3 separate regions of the Mus musculus genome follow, and all the other regions are linked to region 3. The links are chromatin contacts, called in public promoter capture Hi-C maps. All regions are on one chromosome and are shown on one strand. The core of a region is the stretch at or near the end of the contact, and the rest is flanking DNA. Distances in the headings are between cores, read along the strand shown. Region 1 holds the start of Pla2g4f (phospholipase A2, group IVF). Region 2 holds the start of Stard9 (START domain containing 9). Region 3 holds the start of 4931402G19Rik (RIKEN cDNA 4931402G19 gene).

What was found. Promoter capture Hi-C pulls out the DNA fragments that hold promoters and counts their contacts. Capture Hi-C pulls out chosen DNA fragments and counts their contacts.
Region 1: a promoter capture Hi-C map of adipose tissue shows a contact between it and region 3. The contact joins the promoter of Pla2g4f here to the promoter of 4931402G19Rik in region 3. A contact is called at or near these places in 2 of 39 promoter capture datasets (liver and macrophages), 1 of 484 Hi-C or Micro-C datasets (nephron progenitors), 1 of 115 datasets of contacts at active chromatin or transcription factors (embryonic stem cells) and 3 of 9 other capture datasets (adipose tissue, embryonic stem cells and pancreatic islet).
Region 2: a promoter capture Hi-C map of liver shows a contact between it and region 3, with 6 times the contacts expected there. The contact joins the promoter of Stard9 here to the promoter of 4931402G19Rik in region 3. A contact is called at or near these places in 20 of 39 promoter capture datasets (the 3T3-L1 cell line, 3T3-L1-derived adipocytes, the C10 cell line and 14 more), 1 of 15 datasets of contacts at CTCF or cohesin (embryonic stem cells), 47 of 484 Hi-C or Micro-C datasets (8-cell embryo, the BV-2 cell line, CD4 T cells and 20 more), 14 of 115 datasets of contacts at active chromatin or transcription factors (CD8 T cells, the HPC-7 cell line, Th17 cells and 4 more) and 5 of 9 other capture datasets (adipose tissue, embryonic stem cells, liver and 2 more).

The regions. Positions count from the first base shown.
Region 1 is chr2:120,312,574-120,315,470 of GRCm38.p6, forward strand. It overlaps Pla2g4f (phospholipase A2, group IVF), which reads right to left and starts at 1,592. Exons shown (of 20, transcript NM_001363073.1): 1 at 1,373-1,592; 2 at 474-546. The coding sequence starts at 1,483.
Region 2 is chr2:120,627,603-120,630,583 of GRCm38.p6, forward strand. Stard9 (START domain containing 9) reads left to right here and starts at 1,519. Exons shown (of 33, transcript NM_001370940.1): 1 at 1,519-1,668. The coding sequence starts at 1,622.
Region 3 is chr2:120,467,718-120,470,853 of GRCm38.p6, forward strand. It overlaps 4931402G19Rik (RIKEN cDNA 4931402G19 gene), which reads right to left and starts at 1,650. Exons shown (of 5, transcript NR_040608.1): 1 at 1,603-1,650. The region is part of intron 1 of Capn3 (calpain 3); the gene reads left to right.

The DNA of each region.
Region 1 (2,897 bases), core at 342-2,841, 160 kb before region 3:
TTAGCCAGGTAACCTCCCACTCAACTGACAGAAATCCCCACAGCAGCCACAGTTCAAAGGATCATGTGGTAGCACAAACCATTGAGTAACTCCTTGAAATGGCCTGATTCAGGCAATAGAACTCTGTACCATGTGTGGGTACTGCCAAAGCTCCTGGAAAGCAGGCATTGATGTGTGGCAACGGGGCCTAACACACCCTCAGAAAGCCTCCTAGAGTCAGGAGGAGGCTGAAGTCTGCCCAACTCACCCCTCCAGTGTGCCTGCATGCCTCTATACCCCACACCACACCAAGGTACCCTCCCTCCAATGATTAACACCACCCTACCACCCTACTCCAAGAGAGCACACACACACACACACACACACACACACACACACACACACACACACACACACAGACACAGAGAGAGAGAGAGAGAGAGAGAGAGAGAGAGAGAGAGAGAGAGAGAGAGAGCAAAGCAAGGATTACTCACACTTATCTGTGTGCTGGATGTTTCTGGCCCTCAGCACCTTCACTTGAAGGTCGTAGTATGGGTGGGTTTCCTGCTGAAACAACAGAACCCTAGGAACTCAGTTCCAGGAAGCTAGGGTTGGCCTGATCTCCTCTCTCAAGTGTTTTCTGGCTTGAGTTTCTACTCTGTCTTACCATAGAACTTGCCTGGCCCAGGTCACTAATGCTCCTATGCCAGGAGCTCTGGGAAGCTTTTGCAAGGCGCAGGGTGCTGGGTGGTCAGGATTGGTGAGGGGCCTGGAATCTGGGGACCAGCTCAACTCTTAGTGTTCCCATGAGCAGCTAAGCTAGGTACGCTTTATAATGGTCAGCCTGCAGCTGCCCTCTAGACGTGACCTGGGCACTAGGATAATGTATTTAAGAAGGTCAAACACTAAAAGAGAAAGCCAGAACCCACTGCACCCACCAGCTTCCATGCAGGGGCTGAAAGACCAACCAGAGGCAGGAATGGGCAAGGGGAGGGGAAGCCAAGTCTCCTAGCTTGTTCTGGTCTGATAAGTCACTAGATTGAAGACTGAGCTCAAAACAAAACAAAACAAAAATGATGATGCCAGATTGCAGCCTTCTGGGTGTTAATCTACCCCCTGAAAACCCAACAAACCCTTCTCCCTTCTCTCCACAATGGTTATACAGCTAGACTAGTGCATTCCTGGCAAACCAACCACAGGCAATGGTCTCAGGCCGCCATCATTTCTTTTTGGAGGCCTTGGCCTGTCTCTCTAGTTTGAGCTTTTCCAGGTTGTCTGTGGTATGTTCCACCCTAAATCAAACCCCAGTGCAATGGCTGGCTTAGTCCCCACGGGGTGCCAGCCATCTCCCAGGACTCCAGCCAGCTTTTCCCAAGTGAGATCAGTACATTACCCGCCTATGCTTCCATTGTGGTTCGCTCTTTTCTGTCTTCCGTAGCAGTATGGCTCCAAGAAGGGGAAGTCCCTTGCCTGCCAGCCACTTTGGCTGGAGAGTCCAGGGCATGGCCAGCAGTAGCAGCTCAGGTCCCAGTAGGGAGCTTGCCTGTTTCCCAGAGCCACCCTTTCTCTGGCTATATTCACTGTCGCTCAGGTCTGACAAGTAGCACAGGAGTGGGAAGGGTGGAGCCACTGCTAGGCTGAGGCACCGGGGCTGGAGGAGGGGTTTGAAGTGCTCCAGGAGGGGTTTGAAGTGCTCCAGGAAATGAGTGGAGCCTGCTTTCCCTAGGCAATAGGCAAGTTGCTCCCTTTCCAAGAGACTCTTGGGGTCCTGCTTAGCTCTCTGGTCTCCAACTCAGGCCCTGCTTAGCTGAACTAGTTGTGAAAAACAGACACCACTCCCATCCCTTGCCATGTATGGGTAGGGCAAGAGCCCAGATATTCTTGTTTCCAACTAGTCTGCCATTAGCAGAAGTCAGGAGGTACTATAATCAGGGCTAACCTCATCTAGCTGCCAGAAAGCCCCACACCATCTCTCCTTCAAGTCCCACTTTCTCCACAGCTCTTAAGCAGAAACAGAAATCTCTGGCTCGGGTTTTTATGGGGAATCACTGACATTTATTGTCTCTTTTGGCCTCCCTCAGTTATTTCCTTAACACAAAGGTCATGGTATGTCTGTACCAAAGCCACCCACACCCTGAAAAGATTCATTTCATGACTCCTTTCCTGGGTTGGTAGAAGTGCCTGGTGCTTCAGGCATAGAGGCGGGGGCATGGCCAGGTATTGTAAATAAGGACAGAAGAGAGGCAGGCCTCTCTATCCTTAAACTGCCAGAGATAAAGGCTTTAAAGTGTCCATGACCATTTTGAGGCTCCGGCTGCAACCGCATGTCATGTCCTTTCCTGTGGACCACAGTCATCTAGGTGGCGAGGCAGGGACAGTGGCTAGCAAAAGTTCCTAGGAGACTCTTTTCATCTCTTTAACCATAACCCTTTCATATAGCTAAGGGTAGTGGTACACAGAACCCCAGGACAGGCAGGAGGCTCACTTGAACTCAGCATCGTGAGACCAGTTTAAGGTACCAGATAAGACCCCCATCTCGACCAGGTAATCTCTACTGCCTTCCCTCCCTCACACATCCACAGCTGGAGGCTGCAATGACATCCACAAAGGTGAATTAACTCCCAAACGAACAGGCCATGCTCAGACCAGAAATTCCAGAACCAGAGGTGACGTAACTGTGGTGACCTGCTTCACCTCAGATAGATTGTAAAAGAGATCTGACTCAGAGATGGCTAAGCCCAGCCCCCTTGCTGAACATGGATAGTTCAGCACCTGGATCCCAGGCTGAAGCTGGGGCTTTGGGTAAGGAGGGGCAGAGTTCTAGCTGGCTGAGTGCTTTTGGGCTTAAACCATATTCTCTGCTCGGAAGCCATCTCCCCATGCCTCAACAGACATGCCTCAACTCAAGTTCTGGATGC
Region 2 (2,981 bases), core at 269-2,768, 160 kb after region 3:
CTCTCTCCCTCCCTCCCTCCCTCCCTCCCTCCCTCCCTCCCTCCCTCCCTCCCTCCCTCCCTTCCTTCCTTCCTTCCTTCCTCTCTTTCTTTCTTTCCTTCCTTCCTCTCTTTCTTTCTTTGAGACAGGGTTTCTCTGTGTAGCCCTGGCTGTCCTGGAACTCACTCTGTAGACCAGTCTGGCCTTGAACTCACAGAGATCCACCCGCCTCTGCCTCCCAATTGCTAAGATTAAATAAAGGCTTGCAGAACCACTCTCCAGCTTATATAAACTCTAACCCTAATATTAATAATACAATGGCTAACCCTACCCCACCTCTCTCTAATCATGATGTTTGACGATTTAGTAGTCTTCAGTGGACACAAATTTGTCACCATCAGAAACGGACCCTTGTTTCTGTTTTTGCTGTTGTGAGACATGGGAGCTTCCTGTGTGGAGGTCTTGGAACTCCCCAGTGTTGGAATTGTTAAGTGTTCATCAGCACCCCAGGTCTCAGAGCTGGGCTTCAGGCTTTACAGCTATAAATAGCTATTTCTTATTTGAATAAACCAGCTCTGATCAGACAGCATTTGCTCTGTATGTACTATAAATACTGCTTAGGGTGGTAGTGAAGTTACAGGGCAACCGAGAGAAATTTGTCAGTAAGTTAGGAAAAAAAAAAAAGAAAGAAAGAAGAAAAAAAAAGCCTCTTCATTTTTTTTTTTTTTTTTTTTTAGGCTGGGCATGACAGCCCACACCTTTTTTTTTTTTTTTTTTAAGATTTATTTATTTATTATATGTAAGTACACTGTAGCTGTCTTCAGACACTCCAGAAGAAGGAGTCAGATCTTGTTACGGATGGTTGTGAGCCACCATGTAGTTGCTGGGATTTGAACTCCAGACCTTCGAAAGAGCAGTCGGGTGCTCTTACTCACTGAGCCATCTCACCAGCCCCAAGCCTCTTCATTTAAACGCACCTTAGAATTACAAAATCATTTGTTTTTCTCATTTCATTGTTGTTGTTTTGAGACGGGACTTCACGCTGAACTCCAGGCTGACTTCAACTCACCATGTAGGCTAACCTTGAATTCAAAATATTCTTGCCTCAGCCTCTACGATAGGCTCCACTTTATTTTTGACCTTAAAATTTAGCCGCAGTTTTGACATAGCAGACCAATAGGGTAAAAAATAAAATTACTAATTTCCTTCATGAACTTTCAAGTATTAACCAGAAATTCAGTCACCAGATTTTAGAACAAAAGAGATACTACAGCTTGCGTAGGACAGTCAGCGGTGCGAGGGGTAGAACGAGACCAGGTTGCTCAGCCCACCTGCCTCAGGATTGGCTAAGGCTCCGCAGGCCCCGCCCCTGTCTGGCGTTTCCTTGCACTCGGGCGGGAGCGTCCAGAGAAGTGAGAGGGTGGAGCAAGGCAAGGAGGCCCACCCCCATCTGTCTCAGGATTGGTTGATACCTAGTGGGCCCCGCCCCCTAGGGCGAGGCTTGGGCTGCGGTCGGGAGGCGCGTGGGACGGGCGGGGCAGTCTGTGGCTCTTGCAGTGCCTGTGGCTGGGTCTGTTCGCTGGACGCCGGCCAGGGATGCTTCCGCCGGACCGCTGTGTGGGTCTTGGGTTGTGGCGGAGGGATGGCGAATGTGCAGGTGGCCGTGAGGGTCCGGCCTCTCAGCAAGCGGTGAGTCTGTCAGGAGGGGGCGCCTGAGGGGTCAAGTGAGCTGAGAGGAGTGCGAGGTCCCTGCCTTCCTCAGGGTGGACTGGCGTGGAGAAAAAAAAAAAATCAGACACAGATTGTCATGGAGGCTCAGGGTCCAGAAGGCCTGGAGGGACAGGGCTTCGCGTCCTAGGAGATAGCAGTTCTTGTGTGGCTCCAGGAGTCGCTGCCCTGTGTGCATGTCCTTGGTGACCTGCCAACTAGTTTCTAGGGACCCTGGCTTGGGTCTTGGTGCACGTAGTAGGGCCTTTCTCACGGAGCATGACGTGAGGAAGTACAAAAGGATGGGCAGACTCCACTACTTTTGGTGTTCTGGGAGTACCCAAGTGAGGACTGGAGGCTGTTGTGTCCGTATATACACATGGGATTGCTCCAAGAGGACATAGGAAAAAGAATTATCAGGATATGGAAGGAAAATAAAGGCCCAGAGAAAGTACACTCTCAACCTGTGCTCAGTAGTTGGTGTGATTTAAAGACTGAACTGTGACATAGGGGAAGTTTCTCCAGACATCTCTTCTTGGTGTCCTCCATGCTAGCTAGTTCCTTGTGTAGGAGCCTGATTCTGCACCCCTCAGCCCTTGAGGCATCCAGTGTGAAGCTGCACACTTCATCCTCTTTTCCTCTCACTTGGGAAGTCAGAGAATGCTTTGCACAAAAGTTGGTGTCAAAGAGCTGTTGTGAATGATCTTTGAGTTTTCTGACAAGTAAGGAGAAGAAGTGCAGAGTCCTCCAAGAACAGGAAGAAAGAGCAAATCTCTGCTCTTAGGGTGTAGATGGAAGCCTTGGACACCTGCTTGGGTTGAAGCGGAAGAGTGATGGGTGATAAAACTGGCAGAGTGTGGGTCTAGACCAGATGACATGTATTGGAATTAGCAGGTTTTTTTTAACTGTCCAGTACACAAGATACCTTGGTAAATGGGAACAGAGGTCAAAAAGGGCATTGTCTCCTATGACGAAAATGGTTCTGTATGGGTTAGGTTTGTCCTTTTAGAGGCCATCTGCTTTTAAAAGTTTAGACCGAATGAGAGCAGTGAGATAGGAGGAACACAAAAGAGTGTACCCCAAATTGCTGTGTTTTGATTGGTAAATGACTTTTTAAACATCTGGCTTTATATCACTGCCTGTGGTGACTCAGGGCTGGGGGCCTCCTGGGAGTAGCTGCTGTCTAGGAGGAGGTCCTTTCCAAACTGTCTTTTAGGATTTGTAGGATAGCAACATTGACCACTTACTCTTAACTGTTTAGTTCCTTGGAAACCAGCAATTTCAAATAGCATGGA
Region 3 (3,136 bases), core at 400-2,899:
GGCAGGAGGGCTGCTGACACTCTCAAGTTTGAGGCCAACCTGGGCAATATGAGGATCTTGTCACTTAAATACAAACAAAAACAAGTTAACAACAACAAAATACAGGGTGCTTTTTTTTTTTTTTTTTTTGGTTTTTGGTTTTTGGTTTTTTGAGACAAGGTTTCTCTGTGTAGTCCTGGCAGTCCTGGAACTCACTTTGTAGACCAGGCTGGCCTCAAACTCAGAAATCTGCCTGCCTCTGCCTCCCAAGTGCTGGGATCAAAGGTGTGCGCCACCACTGCCCAGCCTGAGTGCTTTTCTTAAAGGAGGCAAACATGATTGTTTTCTAAAGGGAAAAAGGAAAGAAAAGGATCAGCTGGTTGATATATAACAAGAGTGAAAGGTAGACTGCACTGGAATTGGACTAGGGAAAGCCTGAGGTGCATGCACACACACACACACACACACACACACACACACTGCTCCTGCCATTCTCTATGGCCTAACAGCCACTGAAGCTGTGAAATACTTGAGACCAGTAACCTTTTGGGAAAGGGCAGACTTGCTCTGCATCCTGTCTTGAAGTGGCAGTGCTGAGCCAGCTTGCCAGTGTTAGAAAGCTCTGGAATGGAGAAAAACAAAGTGAGAGAAAATGCCCAGGCTTCACTGAGCTCTGGAGTGGGGGAGACAGAGGAGGAGACCCTGCCACTGAGAGGCTGTGGGTTGAAGACCTGTGTGAGTCTCCATGGATGCCCCAGGACCTCTCACACTTGGGAAGCATCCTGGCCACTCCACAGTGCCACTCAGTACAGCATGAAAACTGCTATTAAACACTCCATGTAAGTCCAGGAGCAAAATGTTGAAGAACAACTGTCAAAGGTCTGAGGTAGTTGGCTTTCCTCCTGACATGAAGAGTCAGAAGGGCAAAGGAGTTCTCCTTCCACACACACATGCTGTAATTTCCATATTGGAAAGCTTTTCATGTCTAGCGGGAAGTCATCTGGTTACAACCCAGACAACAGTAAAGGTATCCAGTGGTGTCCTCTGTTCCTCGGTTGTCACCCTATCTCTGGTTGCTTTATCAGATAGTCACAAAACGCTTGGGCAGGGGTTTATCCAGCTCAGGCCATTAGAGTCCTCAACTGCACAGCCAAGCCTCATTATCTAGATTCTATACTTGTTATTCTCCTACTTAAATTCATTGGTAACTTCCAAATCAATGCTGTGCTTCTGTGAATATTTGTGGACTTGCTCAGGACTCTGAAAACCTCAAGTCACCAGACATACTGGTTCCCAGCTGAGATCAAACAGTAGCCAACACATCTGCATCCTTAAGGAAGGGCTTTCTCCTGATTCCAGGAGGCCTCTGGGCTCTTCTGGGGCTCCACAGCCTCTAAAGTGAAGTCTATAATGGAGATGTCTTCCCAGCCTGGGGTCACTTAGTCAGTACTACTCAATTCTAAAATGAAGAAACACTAGGCTATATCAAAACAACAATTGTCCCCACATCATTGTGAGCAGATTTAGAGACAGCTGGACTCCAGGAGAACCTAGTCTACATAGAGGGACACCCAGCCCCAGACTACAAGCTTAACCACATAGCTTATTTCCCAGTGAAATTACCTTCCCAATGAAAGTGGGTTAGCAGGAGGTCTCTGCTTCCGATCTGTTATAGAATGTCTGCTGCCTTCTGTCAGACAGTTGAAAGGGAAGTTGGGTACCACACTAGCCACAAGAAGGAAGAACTAGGCCACAGTACACAGTAGTTTGAGACAGGATTTGAACAAGCAGACCTGGTGGGAAGCCTGGTCTGCTGCTAGCAGCAAGTCAGGAAAACGATCCAAGTTTCACTTTGCTTTTCCATAAAGGAGCTAAATGTACTCTCTGCTTAGCACGATACTGTGTGATGTCCCTAAAGTCCTAGCTCAGTGGTTCTCCACCTTCCTAATGCTTTGACCCAGTTCCTCATGTTGTGATGACCCCCAACCACACAATTATTCCCATTGCTACTCCATAACTGTAATTTTGCTACTGTTATGAATCATAATGATATCTGATATTTCCGATGGTTTAGGTGATCCCAAAGGGGTCTCACCCCACAAACTGAGAACCATTGTCTTAGATGCCTACAGTAAGGCAGTAATAGCCATTAACAAGAAAGCCCAGGACACAGGTTTTGAAACAAGGGGAACCAGAACTGTGCCCACCACTAAACCACGTGACTGACTACTCCTGGGTCTCAGCTTCCTCATCTGTAAAAAGCAAATGAAAACGCCAGCTTTCACTGAGTTCTGGAAGGATAAAACAGGATACTGCATCCAACATGTGCACACGTGCACACATGCACACACGCGCGCGCGCACACACACACACACACACACACACACACACACACGTAGCACAGTCAGTAAGTGGTGCTGGTGGTAACTGAAATGCTAATACTAACTTAGATGCTTGTTCTGGCTGCAGAGAATCACAGTAGCACCAAACCATCAACCCAGGACAGCAGAGGGTAGGGGAGGCTGCAACTGTTTTGGTGAAAGTGAAGGTTCTAGAAATAACAGTTAGGATTGCCTCAGCTCCTCCTGAGGGTCATGACAGGGACAGAGCTCCAGGGACCACAGTGAATACGTTGACATGACTTGGCAGGATAATGTAGAAAATGAGAAAGGCAGGGACAGAAATGACCAAGAAACCATGAAAAGATGCATTTGCCTTATAAAAAAGCCACAAATGCTTTCTGCACATTTGTATCGTTCTTTTTTAAATTACTATTTTATCCCTCCTCCTCTTCCTCTTCCTCTTCCTCCTCCTCCTCCTCCTCTTCCTCCTCCTTCTCCTCCTTCTCCTCCTTCTCCCGACTTTGAGATAGGCTGGCCTGGAACACACAGGTTTGCCTGCTTCTGCTTTCTGAGTGCTGGGGTTAAAGGTGTGAGCTATCAAGTCTTTTTTATTTATTATTATTTAGTGTGCATCTGTACATGAATCACATGTGAGTTCCTCAATCCGTGTGTGTCAGAGGACAACTCTGTGGAGTTGGTTCTCTCCGTCCACGCCTACATGGGTCCCAGGGTTTGAACTCAGGTCAGGATATAGCAAATGCCTGTACCCACTGAGCTGTCTCACCGGCCCTACTCATGTCGTTCTAAACACTGCT